Linked DNA regions of Gossypium hirsutum: region 2 is linked to region 1. A link is a contact called in public Hi-C data. All regions are on one chromosome and are shown on one strand. Each heading gives the region's core, a stretch centred on a gene start, on an enhancer-like site or on the middle of the called end of the contact. The rest is flanking DNA. Distances are from core to core; before and after follow the strand shown.

The links. Hi-C and Micro-C count contacts between places; a contact is called where the count stands out from the background.
Region 2: a contact with region 1 is called in a Hi-C map of hypocotyl, with 2.8 times the contacts expected there. The contact joins two enhancer-like sites. A contact is called at or near these places in 11 of 34 Hi-C or Micro-C datasets (anther, fibers, hypocotyl and 2 more).

What each region holds. Positions count from the first base shown.
Region 1 is chrA10:16,020,895-16,024,192 of Gossypium_hirsutum_v2.1, reverse strand. No RefSeq gene overlaps it. Among protein-coding and RNA genes, the nearest start is that of LOC121208244, 20 kb to the right of the region's middle. Within about 2 kb of position 1,877, at least 2 of the 9 cell types and tissues checked have an H3K27ac peak or open chromatin away from gene starts, as enhancers often do. A contact at or near this core is called in hypocotyl, where this site is marked.
Region 2 is chrA10:16,069,835-16,073,422 of Gossypium_hirsutum_v2.1, reverse strand. No RefSeq gene overlaps it. Among protein-coding and RNA genes, the nearest start is that of LOC107897516, 11 kb to the left of the region's middle. Within about 2 kb of position 2,127, at least 9 of the 9 cell types and tissues checked have an H3K27ac peak or open chromatin away from gene starts, as enhancers often do. A contact at or near this core is called in hypocotyl, where this site is marked.

The sequences.
Region 1 (3,298 bases), core at 628-3,127:
AAAACTTCCACGTTTAACAGCTGAACCGGAACTATTTGAGACACCTAAAACAAATATGAAGCCATGTTTCAGACAACATACATACTTGGATACTAATGGGATTGTGCATAGAGGATGAAGGAACTACATCACTTCAGCTTTGATTTTTGTCACAACCGAAAACTTTTATTTTCTTAGAAAACTAAAATCCATTTCTGTACAATATTTTTGGATGATTATCCATTTCCTATAATAGTAGTAATATTAATAAAGTATGGGTGGGAAATGATGCGTGTAAAGGAGCAATTATGGTTGGGTGGTGCAATATTCCAATGGTTGGTTGATTCCTTAGTGATTTTCCTTTTTCATATTCTATGCATACTTGTTTGGATAATGAGAAAATAACGTCACCCAAACATTTTCTATTTCTTTTTTAGTGGAATCTCAAGTGGGTTTCCACTAAGGATGGCTAGTGTTGGCGTCACCAGTTTTTGAAGATTCATACCCCACAATATTTATCAATTACTTATTTATTAATCATGCGATAGAAAGTTCGATTCTAACTCATAAAAATAAGTATATTTCATAATTAATTATTTACTTTTTTTTTAAAAAACATCTAAAAGAAAAATTTACTATTGATGATGAATGCTCTAATATCAGCCAAAAAAAATCATTTAAGTAGGTTTGATATTCAAAGGTATTGGATTATACATTCTAAATTCAATCTTTAGATCTTAATTTTTCTTCTACAAATATAAATAACCAAAACAATAAATAAAGTTAAAATCACATAATAATAATAAAAAACTAAATATTTATTAGTGAGGTTATGATTTTTTATCAATTGCACATTATAAACTAATAAAAATGTTTATTTCAATTTGAAATTGAAAATTAATTCAAAATCCATAGTTTGAATTGATCAATAAATGACTAAATCATTGCTTAGCCCCCCTAATGGACAATATTTCTAAATAGTTGTAGCAAAAAAGTAATTTATTTTTGAAAATGATGAGGTTTTTTATCGGTATTAGAAATGAATTAATAAATAAGTTTTATTTTAAAATTTTGTGAGATTCGAAATCGTATTTATTAAGATTCAAACTTAAAAATATATAATAAATTTTTTAGCCCTATTTTAATTTTGTAAAACAAGCCATTTTAATTTTTATTTAATTTTTTGTTTTTTGTTTTTTTTTAATTTTTAAATTTATATTTTTATCAAATTACTTCAAATAGATAAAAAATTGATGTTTGTTAATTTTGTTAGCACGAAATATTTATGGATAATATGTTAGCATTTAATTAAACTTTTAAATTTTAAAATTTTTTTTAATTTTTATACTTTTTAAAATTATTTTAAATTTTTAAAATTTAATTAAATGTTGACATGTCATCCACATAATAATCTATATGTATATCACATCAGCAAAATTAAAAAAGAATATTAACTTTTATATCTAATTTTAAGTAATTTAAAAAAACGTATTATATATAAATTAAACTCTACTCGTTATTTTTTGTTTGAAATAAGTGTTGATTAAACAAATTAACATAGTAATGATTTTAAAATGGTAGACTCCTATTCTCAAATATACAGTTCTTGTCGACTCAGCTACATTTTACTTTGATTTTTTTTTAATAAAGCTTTGTGGCTAAATTAGATTAATAATTTAGGTGGACAGCTTCGAATAACATCATCTCAAGGTTTTAGTTGGATGATTTTGATAAAGTTGAATATGTTTGTATTAATTATAAGGATAAATTTTGAATAAAAATAGGGGTTTGGTAATATAAAAGAAATATTTGGCAAGCCTTTCAATCATCCTTCACGTCATGCACCATTATTCTCCTAACCAAATATTATATTTGTATGACCACGGACGTTGACAGCTTCAATTAAATAATTGGAGTACGCAATTACGTATTCAACTCATTCAATGTTGTAACAAAGGTATACCACACCTAACATTATATCCATTTCCTTTCAATTTTGAGGGGTTCAAATTTCTTATATTTTTTTTTATTAATGACTGCTTTTTTATTTATACTAATAATAAAGTGTAATAAAATTACCTTTTTTTTTATGAAAGTAACATTAATTTAGTAAAATAAATATATTATATTAATGATCATTACAAGTCAAGTAACACTAGGAAATATATAATAAAAGTAATAAATTATAAATTATATGCTAAATATTAATATAATAAGGATATTTATGTGCTTCATTTTTGGGGGGTTACATCTTAATTTAGCCTCCATAATTCTACCCTATTATCACTTTTTTTTATTAGTTTAGTATCTAAAATTTCATACTCCAAGGCCCAATGTACCATGTTGCGCCCTTTTTCTAAATAAATTCAAAATTAAAAATGCCAAAAAAGTAAAAACAACTCATAAGATTAAAAATCAGATTTTTTTAAATATAAAAACTCCATAAATCATAAAAATATACTTTTAGTTTTAAAAAACATAAAATTAAAAGAATTAAGAAATGGGTATTAAAGTCCTCAAAGTTAAAAAAAATTATATTAAAAATTTTAAAAAAATAAGTATCAAAGTGATTATTGGATACAACTTTGAGGTCTAAATTAAGCTTTAATTCATTTTAAATAAAAAATAAAAAATTTGCCTTCTTTTTAAACTCTATTCACTTTTATTGAATTGAAATTCTATTGACAGGTTGAAAATCGAAATATATCTAAATAAAACTCATACAAAATAAATTTTAAACCTAAAATAATTTAAAAGAGAATCTAAAAATAACATGATAAAACAACATAATACATTAAAGTCTCAAAATCTCAACTTTTATCATCACACCAAAAGATCATCGGCAAAACTTTTAATAAAATAAAAAAGCACACGTTTTCCTCAAATGGGCCTAATTGGTGACCCAATTTATGGCATAATTCCTTTTTTCGGGGGGTTGTTTCGAGCTTTTTGGGCAGGCCTTAATCTAATCTCAATATACCTTTGAAGCTTAGCCCTTCCAAATATATCTCCCAAATTAATTTGAATGATAATGGGTAGTAAAAACTTAATATCTGAGTTAAAATTTACAAATGGTAACCCAACTATGTTACATTCTTATTTTGGTCATCTAATTTTAAATTTTTTTAATTTAGGCACTAATGATTGAATCCATTCTTGTTTTGATCACCCGATGTTGAATTGACAATGAAAAGCTTTTTTCTAACTGGTACAATAACACATTTAGTCCTCAATACTTATTTTATCAATTTGGTTCTAATTCTAAATAATTTAATAAACTTAACCTTTCACATTTACAAATTCTATCAATTTGATCATC
Region 2 (3,588 bases), core at 878-3,377, 49 kb before region 1:
AAGGAAAAAGTAGGGGCTAAGAGGATCACCTTGGCACAGACCTCTAGACAGCACAAAACACTCACTTTTAGACTCATTAATTCCCACTGTATATGTAACGGAGCAGACACAACGCATAATGAGAACAACCCAATCTTGATGAAAGCCCAAACGAGTTAACATTTCTGCCAAAAAATACCATTCAACTCGATCATAAGCTTTGCTAAGATTGAGTTTCAAAGCAAAATTCCCTTTTTTGCCTCTCTTTTTCATCTTCAAGGCGTGAAGAACCTCATAGGCAATTAAAGTATTGTCTGATATTTGCCTTCCCGAAATAAAAGCTCCTTGGGCTTCGTCAATGCAGAAACCCAAAAAAGGGCTCATGCGATCCACAATAACTTTTGCAATGATCTTATAAAGGACATTACATAAGCTTATGGGCCGAAATTGAGCCATGTTTTTTGGCTTGTCAACTTTGGGAATAAGAACCAGGTGAGTTCTGTTAATTTCTTCCATTACAATCCTCTCGTTTAAAATTTCCAAACAAAAATGAGAAACATCATCACCAACAATATGCCAGTACCGTTGATAAAATAGTGCGGGATAACCATCAATACCTGGGGCCTTCAAGGGAGATATTGATTTGACCATACACCAAATATCTTCCTTCGTGAAAGGTTTAAGAAGGTTCTAATTCATCTCATCTGAAATCCTATTCTCAACAAGATCAAGCACCCTGTCATTAGCTCCCGAAGCAGAAGCTGTAAAAAGATCACCAAAATATTTTACAGCCACCCTGAGCAATTCCTCTGGATCAGAGACCCATTGACCGGACTCATCCTCTAATCTAAGGATCTGGTTACGAGTATAATGAGCCACAGCTGCTTTGTGAAAAAAACTAGTGTTTCTGTCCCCACTCTAAAGCCAATTTATGCGAGCACGTTGTGACCAGTAGAACTCCTCTTTATCCGCTTCAAGATTCAAACCAAGCTGCACCTCTAAAGTTTCAGCCAAAATTTCATCAGTCGGATCCTGATCAAGAAGAGCAGAAAGCCTTTTTTCAAGCTGTAACCGATTTCTTTTTTTATCGTGAAATTTTGAGTGACTCTAATGTTGAAAATGAAGACCCGCAGTTGTTAATTTTACCGGTAAACAGTCATTTTGAACAGCCCATATCTTACGAACAATCTCTTCAAAAGAATTATCCAAGCACCACTTAGCTTCGAAACGAAAGGAACTTTATTTCCAACTATTGTCAAGGCGCAACTTTCCAAAAGTGTCTACAAGAATTGGACAATGATCAGAGAACGAATGGTTCAAATGTTCCAAAGAAAACCATGGGAACAGGTCCATCCATTGCAAAGAGGCAACACCTCTATCCAGTCTTTCACGAATATTTGTAGACGAAAACCTCCCCCTTTCCCAAGTAAACCATCTGCCATTAAAACCAATATCATGAAGTGAACAATCTTCCAAAGCAAAACGGAATTCCGCCATTTGTCCCTCAGGTCGAAGCCTTCCACCTTTCTTCTCGAAAGAGCTAGAAATCTCATTGAAATCTCCAAAAACCAGCTAAGGAACTGCACAATCATGGCCTAAAAAGTGAATTAAATTCCAAGAGTCCCACCGAGAACGTTCATCAGGATTACCATAAAACCCAGTTAGCCTCCAAGTTTCTCCATTATCCGGGTCATGAATATCCGCATCCACATAAAAAGAAGAATAGCTTCTAACTGAGACCAAATCATTTCCTTTCCATCCAAGAGATAAACCACCCTTAGATCCAGCAGTACCAATATCAATCCCATTATAAAAACCACATTTCTGACGCACCATTTCCATTTTTTTAACTCAATTTTGTTTCAATAAGAAACAAAATACGGGGATTAATGGCCCTTAATTTGTTACGAAGCTTATTAACTGTCCGAGGTCTCCCCAAACCACGGACATTCCAACTAAGTAATTTCATTGGCTACTCTGTCCAACAGAGCTAGCCGATAGTTCATTGATCACATTTGCAGGTAACTGGCCTGAGCTATGACTCAGATTATCCATCATGCGCTGACGTTTCTTTCCTTCTAAAGTCTGTAAAGGGTCTTCTTCACCAACTACTTGCAATTCTATGGGCCCAGTCCCATCACCCGCCTCATTAAATTCTTGATTTGCCACATCAGTCCATTTTGATAATCCCTTAGATTGCGCCGAATGACCATATCCCAATGGAATAAAATTGGAATTTTGATAGAGTTGACCCAAATCATTGCCTAAATTATTCCCAAAATTACTCAAATTACCAGATTTTCTGCCCTGAAAATTCCTTTCCTTATCTGAACAAAAACTCTCTGTCCCATCTGCTTCCCGGAGCCATCTGCTAACAGAAGAGGCGTACCTTCTCACTGCTGCAGGAAGTGAAATATCCCAACCAAAAATGATATTTGATGGATCAATTCTGGTTCTAATTGGGCAAAAACTTTCTCCATTCCCAAGTTTTCCACAAATAAAGCAGAAGAGACTCAACTTTTTTCATACTGGAATCGTGCATAAAGCTTCGGTCAATGCCAAGCGCAATTTTCTTCTTACGCTTTAAAGGAACAGTAACATCAATGTGGACTCTAATGCGCATAAAAGAAAAGAAATTTGTTGACCGGAAGGACGTATCATACTCTATAAACTGACCTAGAAAATTCCCAAACTATTTAGCCAAAGGTTCTGACATCAGTCCCGGAGGGAGATCATGAATTTGAACCCAAAATTCTGAAAAATTTAACTGCACAAGGGACGGGTTCTCGCCTGGCTGTAAACAATGAAGTAAAAGAAGATGATTGTTGAAAAACCATGGTGTTCCCATAAGCACTCTCTGAATGTCCACTTCATGGAAGAATTGGAAAAGAAAACGTCTCTCTCCCAAATCTGAAATACAAATGCCCCGAATAGGATGCCATAGGTCGGCTATAGTATTTCTTGGAGAAGGAAAATGCACAATACTATCAGTTAAATAGCAACCCACTAAACTTAATTGCAGATTCTGATAAACCACCGTTGCATCCTCCTAAAAAGCCTCTTCTTCTTCGTCTACCAGATTTAAATTTGCCAACTCATGCTCCATAGAGCTAAGAGATCCAAAACTAAAAAAAACTTACACTGAAGAAGACAGAGCAAACAAAACAAAAATACAAAACCAAAAGAAAGAACGAAAGAGAAGTTAAAAAAGAAAGATTCAACAGCAAAAACCGACGAAAAAACGTGTCAAAAGACAGACGAAAACATGTCAAAAGACAGACGGATCATAACTTGTTTAACTATTGACTTTTGGAAATAACAGAACTTATCTTAATGAATTTAATAATTATTGTTTAGTGAAGACTAAAATTTTAAAATTTAAAAAACACATAAACTAAAAATGACCCAATTAAAATGCTAGAACTACATTAACAGCTTTCACAAAACACAAAAAACTAACTGTATACATATTTTTATCTATTTTTTTAATAAAAATTAAAATACTCTCGAATAATATAATTTATGGAGGATATTTTTATAATTTTTCACCAACTTAAATAATAATATAAATAACAAAATAATTAAAATGAGACTCGACAATATTTTAAA